Regions from separate parts of the Anas platyrhynchos genome. Here region 2 is linked to region 1. Evidence: chromatin contacts called from public Hi-C data. All regions are on one chromosome and are shown on one strand. The core of a region is the stretch at or near the end of the contact, and the rest is flanking DNA. Distances in the headings are between cores, read along the strand shown. Region 1 holds the start of TNFSF4 (TNF superfamily member 4). Region 2 overlaps LOC113844284 (a long non-coding RNA gene).

Region 1 (4,681 bases), core at 2,123-4,622:
GCTGGGATTTCCAGGTAGTTTCCCAAGAGATGACAGCTAAGCACAGGGCTGCTGAGTTTCTGAGGTCAAACAGCATCTACTGCAAGCTGGCCGCTCTGGCCATCAGTGGGCAGAGCCTACTAACCACAGACAGGTTGGGGAACAAACTTGTGGCCGTTGTAAGAATATCAGCCCCATTGTCACTACATGTTGCATGTTTCACACATCTCCGCTGGTTATTGCACAATCTCAAAGGACTTTGCAATTAGCTCCCAATAAATTTTGCTGAGGAGAGAACTGATCCGTAGCACTGGGAGGGAGCCAGTATCAAAGTTGGTCACCCTCTTTCTCTGTTCTGCCTTGTAGTGACTGCATCAGTTTCCCTGCATCACTTACACATGGTTTCCACATCATGTTTGCCTGTTTGGGTTTCCTGAACATGAGATTTGGTGCGGCGGCTGCCAAAGACCTCCTGTTAAGGACACTGCTCCTAGCGCGCTATGTCACGGCAGAAGTTTTAGGATTAGGTTCATATTGCATAAAGGGCAAGCCCCTGGGGATGACAGCAAAGCACGGTAACTCAGAGGACTGCTGCAGTCATGGCCCTGAGTGTCAGACAGACTGCGCAACTGTGTGCTGGAAGTGGCTTGTAACTGCTCCAAACCGGGAGATGCTAGGATTATGGCCATGCCTTCCTTATATACATTGAAACTCTGCAAAATTATTAAACATCTTGTGATAGATCATTAGGAGCCTTTGAACATCCCACGCCTGCCCAACCTTGCCTGCATCCACCACCGGGGAGTTTCATGCCCTCTGACTGTGCCTGCAAGTGGCCTGCCCTTGGTCTTTTCCCAGCTGCCTTGGCAAGAAGAGGTGACTCCAGCAGAGATGGGAACTCATGAGCACTGCAGATACAAAAGCTGACTACCGATCACTATCATTTTTAGTAGTCGTTCCTTTGGAAATCATAGCTGAGGCTTGCTTTTCAAGCTGCATTGTGATACAAACCAGCTTGCCGTACTTTTTTGTTAAGCGCAGCGCAGACGCTGTCTTTCTTGAACGTGTGTTGTTTGTGCCGTGTTTTCACCGAATACTCCAGGGTGTCTTTTTTTTTTTTTCATATGACAAAAATAATTAGATGTGCTCTTGCTCTGAAAAAAGCACAGCTGTGTCTGGCTGTTACGGCTAGCGTGGCACTCTCCAGCCCTGGGAGCAGAAGGAGCTTCCCAAGAGCAGGGAAGTGACTTCTTGATCACTCCAGTGCTCAAGAGCCTGCCCTGAGAGTCAAGTCAGATTAATACTGCTCCTTCTACTGTAGGCATTTATAAGGTCAGTCCACAGTTATCCTACCACACCCTGTAATTCCCATGCTATGAAATCCCCCCAGGTACAGCCTGGGAGACCTTCCCGCGCAGCGTGGTGCAGTCAGAGCAGGATGCCGTGGCCGTCTGCCTAGAATTATGGAAACCAGCTCTCAACAAACATTTCAAACTGAAAGGGTCCTGTGGTGACTCCCAGAGCCAGGACTTTTCATCTGCTGCAGTCGCTGCTCCCTGATCACCCTGATTCAGTCGTTTCTATTGAGGAAGGGAAACTCCAAGCCTGCACCGTGTACCTTTCCCAGCTGCTGGTGCCTCGGGTTTGTAGGGCTGACAGACAGTGCTGTCAGTGCTAGCCCCTGCCATCGTCCTTTGGAGGAGGAGGATTGGAGTTAACATTTTCACAGAATAGAGAACTACTGAGAGACAAGGAGTCACAACCAGAGTGTGACCCCAGAGAGGTTTCTACACCTTGAGCAGGGTGGGATAGCTTGGCCTTCTACATTGGCTTCCAGAGCAACTTCTCTCAATAAAAAAAATACTAAAAGGAGAAGAGCTCTGAAATGAATGAAATGTGTTATCTTTTAGTGGCATCAGTGCTATCATTCTGAAGTCTAACAAGTGCTGTGAGGTGCAAGCCAGTGAAACTTGCATGCAGCCTGAGAGTTTTCATTAAACAGCAGGGGACCCAGAGCATGAGGCCATCTCTCCCTTGCAGGGTTATACGCCTGGCTTGTTTCTCTGCCAAGCCTAAGTGGGAGGAAAGAGTGAACTCTGTTAAGATGAAGCACAACATACTTTACAGTGTTAACCTAGCTCTTGGAGAAGATGTGGGAGGAGAAGTAACTAGCGCATAAGTGATACTGAAATAGCAGCAAAAAGTTGTTGGCAATCCACCAGTTTGCAAACACACAAAAGAGGAAAACATATTTGCTTCATTTTTTACTAAAATCTTGCAAGTCTCAGGCATTTCTCTTTTGTATATTTTTTGGAGTGGTGTTATGTATAAATGAAACTCTCTCTGGTCACGAAATCAGAGTCTGTCTCTCGTGTACACACAGAGGGGCACTTACTGTCCTCTGCAGATACAGATGACTATTCCCAGAGCCCAGCATGTGCACAGGCTGGGAGCACGGAAAGGGTCTCGCTAGAGCTGTCAGAAGCTAGCTTGCTTTCCAACATATCTACCTACACATATAGTACATTTTAACAGGTCAGAAGGTGATATGAGAAGCCTGGCTTCTGATCCTTCAACTTGTCCTTATTTAAAAGCAACCAGCTGCTCAGATGATCCCTTTTAATTAAAGTGAACACGTGTGAGTCACTGCAAGTCAGCTCCAACAACAGCTGCTGATGTGGTGAGGCCAGAGCCGCAAGGAGGCAGCCCTTGTCCCATGGGGTTTGTTGGGCTCCAGCACTGCTGGGCAGAGTCCCCTGCCTGGAATGAGCTCACCTCCTGACAACCTAGTCCCCAAAGCTCAACTTCGCAATACTTGGAGTTGTTTTGAGGGCAAAAGATATAAAAAACGAGCGATAGTTATTAAGGAATGCATTCAATACCTGTGGCTAGAATAGGGTAAGCCTAAAAGCTTTTTTTTTGTTGTTTTCTTTTCTTACAGAAAAGCCCATACAAAAGTTTACAGGCCAGCAGAGAACGGGTGGAACACGAGCTCTTACCGTCGAGAGTTGCAGAGAGTCTAGACCAAGATAAACCACGCAGGCAAGCAGTAATATCCACTGAGCAGCCGCGGACACCAGGTGCAGCGTGTTCCTCCTAACCTGCCCTCTTTTCCAGCTCTTCCACTCATCGCTACTCATGCCAGCAGGTTCTCTTTCGCAGTCCATCTGATCGTCTTGCTTTCTCAGCTCCGCATCTGGCTGTCCGTCCATCACAGCCACGCTGCCAGCAAGCACAGCCTGGGGAGCACGGGGCAGAAGAGATAGGTGCTCCCGTCCCAGGGGCAGAAATGAAATGAACACAGTGCCTTCAGGAGAGGGTTTTATGTGCACCAAGAAGCAGGCGGGGGAACTTCTTTGTGACTAATCTGAATTTCCCCTTCCTTTCTTTCTTTCTTTCTTTCTTTCTTTCTTTTCTTTTTTTTTTTTTTTTTTTTTTTTCTTTGGTGAACGTGGGGGCTGATTTGTTGCATCCCAGTTCAGTTTTGAGTAAGGCCCTTTGAAAGTAGAGAAGTGTTTATGTCTTTCATAACTTCAGCTGTAAATCTCTTAATATATACGTGACATTTCCAACAATAACTAAGAGTTGGATGGACACTGATCTCTTTGCTCAATCTTTTGACAGTAAAAACTCTCATCTTCCTGTTCAGCCTTAGGTTGGGGGTTTACAGGGCTGTCTGCCTCCCTTGTGGGTAGTATATGATGCTGCCGAAATCTCTTTGCAATGAAGAACCAATTAATAGGAGAAGATGTGAGTGAGACAGGCAGGCAGCATAAAGAACTAGAGGCAAAAATGTGCACCCTCCATTTCTCCTCACCTTTGTCTTCTAGCTTTATGGCCGTGGGATGCTGCATGAAACTTAAGAGGGAGAAAATGGGGAACTACTCTGGGAACATCCCTTTTTGCGCTCAGTGAAACCTGCAGTCTGGGGAAGGCACTCGGAGGGACACCCCTGGGCCATGCAGGTTTCACTTGTGGAAGAGGATTGCCTGTTTCTTGGGACACCAAGAACTTGAAATGCAATTTTTCCTATATGTGTCTAAGGGATTGTATTAAACTCTCCTCTGTTGTCTCTCTTCCCAGCACCTTCCTGTTGCTTGGTCGTCTTGTGACATTCATGTGTGACACAGGGAGCTGATGCAGGTCAGTTGTCCACAGCAAGAGCCAGCTCCTGTGCTCATTTCGGTTGACAAGGCTTCATACCCTCTTTTGGGGCCATCCAGCACTGCTCTTTCCACCAAGCTTTCAGCCAGAGTTTTTCTGCTGTAAATTAGCATTTTGCAGCTGAAGTCAGGTGCTACCTCCTCCTGCTGAGGATCGGGCCCGTTGGGAGTGTTTCATGTGTCTGTCTTTCAGGGTTGAGTTGGCAGAAGGTTTCCCTTCCCAAAATGTTTTCTCTCAGTCACAAGGCACGTGTCCTTTTGTCAAACATGTACCCTGCATGCACAGAAAGCAAGGGTAATGTTCTTTCATGTCTTTTTCCATTTGGGCAAGGAAATTTGTTATAAACATGAACTGAACAAACTGGGGAGTGCAGCAGTTGGGTAAGCAAACTGCTATGAGGACACTGAGCTCTCAACCCACTTGTTCTTGAACAATAACCTCCAAGTTGCCAAAAGCTGATAGATCAAGTCAGTAATGCACTCTGGTATTCGTCTCAAGAACAACCTGGAAATCATGGAAACATACAGAAAAATGTTCA
Region 2 (4,809 bases), core at 411-2,910, 58 kb before region 1:
GTTTACAGATTTTAGAAGGTTACACTGTGTTGTTCAATTCCAAAACTGCTTATACTTTTGTCCTTTGAAGTTGTCCATGGGCAGGAGTCTCCAGTCTGCTTAGTTCTGTGCTGTAAGGTAAACAATTTACTTTTGGTTCCTATACATGTGCTGCCTGAAAGTGTCACTACTGCCCCTCAATCCTGTACAATAACAAATAAATAATCCTCCCCTATTTATGCTCTTATAACTTGTAGTTGTGTGTCTGGTAATGTTTTCCAGGCTGAAAGATCCTTCTTTGCCTAATCTCTCCTCAAATTCTAAGCTTTTGCTGTTCACCTCGCCTCTCTTTCGACCTTTCTAATTCTAGTGTCTTCTAAGACAATCCTAATACTGTTGTGTTTCGTGAGTGCAGAGTTGGCATATTCAGAGTATCCTGCACAAGGTCATTGGGTGCAATTAATTCAGGAAGGATTGGAATGTGCGTATGTTGGCAGACTTTCTTCACCAGATGTGAAGAAACAAGGCTTTTATTGACAGTGACCTGACAGCTTTCTGTTCTCTTACCATGGGCCAAGAGAGCCTTCTGTGACTCTTCAGGTTTCACTATTGTGAACGTTTGAGCAAATTTATTATCTCACCCTTCACCCAGAGTTTCACTTATGCTGAAGTTAGAATGATAGTGTATCTTGAAAGCATTTGAAAATATGTGGGGAAACATCCTTAAACTTCAACCCCTGATCTCATATTTTGTTACAAATGCATTTTGGGAACTACACACAATGAATTTCCAAACTTTGTTTTTCAGCAGGGATAGGCGTATCTCAGGCATTCTCAAATACCTCTGTTTATTTGTTAGTTGTAAGGAGTCTGAAGAACTGTTCTTGTTTCTCAAACAAACAAATTCCCTTTATTGGTAGGTGATTAGCAATTACTAGACTTTTCCTGGTTCTTTAACTTGTGATGGGAAATGAGAATGCCATTAAATGCTTAAATGCTGTTCACAGTTAATTGTCAGTCTGCCAAACTTATTCACATGACCTCCAATTGCTCAGTTCACCTCCTGTTTGGAGCTGCAGGGCGTATTCCTCACTGACCAGGCAGCTCTCTCTGCCGCTCCTGCACCCAGAAGGGTGTTCGCTCTGCCCCTGGCAAGCTCAGTTGAAATTTGGCAGAGAAACCACATGGATTTCAGCAACACACCATTTTGTGACTAAAGCAAAAAAGAGTCTGAAGCCAGCCAATTTAAGGATCTGTTTGCGTCTCCTTCATAGGAACTTGTTCCTGTTTGGCAGACAAGTGATGTGATTGTCTGAAGTGGGTCCGTCTCCTTGTCTGGCTTTGGCTTTCCTGTGTAATTTTGCATTTGCAGCAAATAGCTTTACTGTTTACAGAACCAATTGGTAAGAATTTGCCTTGGTCTCTCAATGCTGCTGGTTCCTAAGTGAAAAAGAAAAGTCATATGGAGTAAAGCATGGTGAAATGTGCAGCAGAAGAGCTGTTGGTGTCTGTAGCAGAGGGAGCTGGCATTAGCAGCAAGGCTGCCAGGAAGCAATGGGTCACACGAGGGGGAGATGAGCAGGGTGAGGGCTGTGTGGGAACTGGGCAGGAGGGAGCCAGGAGGAAGCAGGACTGAGCTAGACGGGAGATGCAGCAGTCAAGTGCTGTCCTTTGGGATATGCTGGCAGCGTAACCGCAGTGTTTTCTGATCTCTTGTCTCTGTGATCTCTTGTCTCTGTGGCCCTCTGCCTGTGGCTGCCTCCTGAGGACCTGTTTTATCTGAGCTGTACAAAACAAACCATGTGGGTTTCCTTGAGTGGTGTTAGCAGTTCAGGACCCAGAAATATTTGCAAGAAGCATAAATTCTTTCTGTTGTCTCATTTTACATTTGTCAACAACTTCCATTGCACCTGCATAATGTAGACAGTGCAGAAAGAAATGAGGCTGTAGCTTTTAGTGGTTAGTCTGTTTTCAGCTTCAGATCAAATATGTTTAAATTTAAAGTAACAGCTTCTTGGCTAATAACTTTATTCTGAGATCTTGAGCCTGAGCTCCTGGATTAGCTTGTGTTATCACTAGACTGCTCTAGCAAGTCAGCGTGACGTTTTTGTTACTGGAGTAGGAGCTTGCTTGCTCTTTCCTGGGTGTCTTAAGTATGTTTTGGTTAAGAGATCAAATTAACAGGAACTATTGCATGTAAAAGGAGAAGCCTGATTACAGTCATAATAGCCTTAAGCTTGTTTGAAGACTGTTTATTTTAAGCACAAGCAGGAAGGAAGATGAAACGCTTCCCAGGTCCGTGGTGGACAAGGCAAAAAGTCCTGAGCTATGGTAGTGGAGGAACCATCAAGCTGAAACCAAGAGACATCTTTAAAAGGGAGGGGTGGTGAGGAACTGGCATCGACCAACCATGGTAGCTGCTCAATCTCCATTTTCAGAGCTCTCCTGGGTGAGTGCAGTTGATGCTGGGAGAGAGTGAGGCCCAGCAGTAGGTCCTAGGGCTCTCCCAGGAGAGCCAGGCTGCTGAAACACCCCTGGCTCAGGCACACACAGGGTAAATGTTCTCGTTAACAAATACTGTTTGTAAAAATGCACTTGTGGTCTCATCCTTTCTGTCAAAAGCAGAGTGCTGTTTCTTCAGTGATGTCAGTTCATGAGGAAGTACTGAATTGCTGGGCCTTGCTCATGCAAAAATTTCTTCTTTGTCATAAATCCTACTCTATTCTTCATGGCCTCGTATCTAAGTGCACACCTGTGTGAACTGGCATCATGCAGTTTTCTTACTTCTTCAGCACAAAAAACAACCAAACCAAACAAAAAAATACAACAGACACTATCACCAAAAGAATTGTTTTCCTCTGGCTGCTGGGCTCTGCCACTGCACATGTACACACATGCTCTCATCGACTGTGTTTGTGTTGGCCACTTTCAAAATTGAGCAGTGTAACTGCAGAAGGCAGCAGTTGAAAGATCCTTTTATGAATAAGAGTGCTAGAATGGCTTAGGTAGTCTATCCTGCTTTTCTCATCTCTTTGTAACCAAATATTTCATCATGTGGGAAAAATGAGAGTGAAGGGAAAGAGGTAATGAAAACATCTCATGCATGGAAAGCAGAACTGCTGCAACGCAACCTAGCAGTGACCCGGATACGAGGTGGTCTGAGATACCAGATGCAAGAGCTCAGCCTCCCTTAAAATAATTTCTTTGCACCACACGTGAGCCTGTGCGTAGTGCTGCCTGTATGCAAAGGCTGTGTGATGAAATGAGTGGAAAACCCCCTGTGTATCTGTGAGGTCTGAATTCCTTCAGGAGGTTGGCAGCAGTGCCAAATGACCTGGAAAGGCCCTCTTTCATCTCTGTCTCATCACCCACCCTTTCCTGCAGCTACAAGTGCAACATTGGCCACAGCTACAGCAGTGAATCACAGCAGCTCCTGAGCAGATTTCTTGCTCTCGGTATTGCTCTTCTCACCACTTCTAACATGTAACAAATTACCCCAGTCTTCCACTCATCAAATGATTAATTTTCTGTGACATGAGTCAGGTAGTGCTCCAGGTGTTAAACACGAAACAAACTTGGATGCTTGCCCATCATAAAGTTATCTGATTGCAAGCTTGGTGATCATTATCCTGTTTGAACCAATTATCTCATGTAACCATCGTGCAGCCACCACATCTCAGCTCCAAGGCTAAAGCACCTGATGATTGCCAGGGTTTCAAGAGTATGGCTAAGGCTGTACCAGCTGCACAACAAAGAATGTGTTTTTGAATGTGGATCCAGTTTTTCACAGGGGATCAGTGTCCAAATTCCACCCTGGTGTTTTAAACAAGCCAGACCTTCGTGTGTCAATGCAGGTGTTTCAGATGTTTTTTAAAGGTCACAAACATGGTTTGGAGACACAGCCACTTACGCACTAAGCACAAGACAAGCTGTTTGTGAATGCTTCTGAGGAAGGACTGTTCTTAACAGTCATATGGCCAGTGCTTGGAGAGCTATGGCTGTGCTCAGCTAAGAAGCTGTGTAAGCATGATTTCCCCCCTCCCCCCCAGTTCTTATTTAGGGGCTTCTATTTGCCAAATAATGGACTGCACTGTTTCTCTGAGGGACTTCTGACAGCAGTGAAGAAAGAAAACAGCTCAAAACTTTCAACTTTGCTGTGAAATGAAGGAACAAGTTTCCTGTCTGCTGTTGCCCTCACTGTCTGCAGTACTTGCCAGATAGACAGCTGGGCAGTGCTTCGGGTCTTCCTGCCCCAGGATGACTTGCGTAGATGATAGGAAAAAATGCTGCAGTATGAGAACAATTGCAGGAACGATTACTAGCAATTAAGGCTGTTAACACAGACCCCTGACCTGCTTCTCAAGCCTTTAGACTCTCTTCAGGGTTCCCAGTCCCAGATGATCTTTAGTTATGAGAAGTGCCTTGGGTTGGCGTGGGAGTGGGTGCTAGGGAGGGAAGCTGTCCTGTTGGGCAGAGAACAGCTGTCCAGGTGGGATCAGATCAGCTAGGAGAAAAGAAACATCATTTGGTGGATGATTGGGTTGAAATGCTGGGGGACTGAGGGGATAGGCATGATGCAGAGCCCTCCCAGCACACTTCTCAAAACAAATTAACGTCTTACTCTCTGACTTCCGCCGTTGCTTATGCAATGTTTCTGAGATTAGGGGCTCCATGCATAGTACTACACTGTGCAATAAAGTGTTTCCTTTCATCAGTTTTGTATATGGCATCATTTATTTCTGGACATTCCCTGCCCATTTGCAATGCAAGTCCCCAGTCTGCTTCCTCTTATTTATTTATTGTTTTGTCTGTATTACTCACCCCTTTTCC

The links. A called contact is a pair of places that touch in the nucleus more often than the background predicts.
Region 2: a Hi-C map of skeletal muscle shows a contact between it and region 1, with 1.5 times the contacts expected there. The contact joins the enhancer-like site here to the promoter of TNFSF4 in region 1. A contact is called at or near these places in 3 of 8 Hi-C or Micro-C datasets (liver, skeletal muscle and subcutaneous adipose tissue).

Annotation. Positions count from the first base shown.
Region 1 is chr8:16,703,230-16,707,910 of IASCAAS_PekinDuck_T2T, reverse strand. TNFSF4 (TNF superfamily member 4) reads right to left here and starts at 3,372. Exons shown (of 3, transcript XM_027462647.3): 1 at 2,979-3,372. The coding sequence starts at 3,191. It overlaps LOC113844284 (a long non-coding RNA gene), which reads left to right. Exons shown (of 11, transcript XR_011810939.1): 8 at 2,921-3,059; 9 at 4,063-4,681.
Region 2 is chr8:16,759,827-16,764,635 of IASCAAS_PekinDuck_T2T, reverse strand. All of the region lies in intron 5 of LOC113844284 (a long non-coding RNA gene), which reads left to right. Among named protein-coding and RNA genes, the nearest start is that of TNFSF4, 58 kb to the right of the region's middle. Within about 2 kb of position 1,660, at least 1 of the 8 cell types and tissues checked has an H3K27ac peak or open chromatin away from gene starts, as enhancers often do.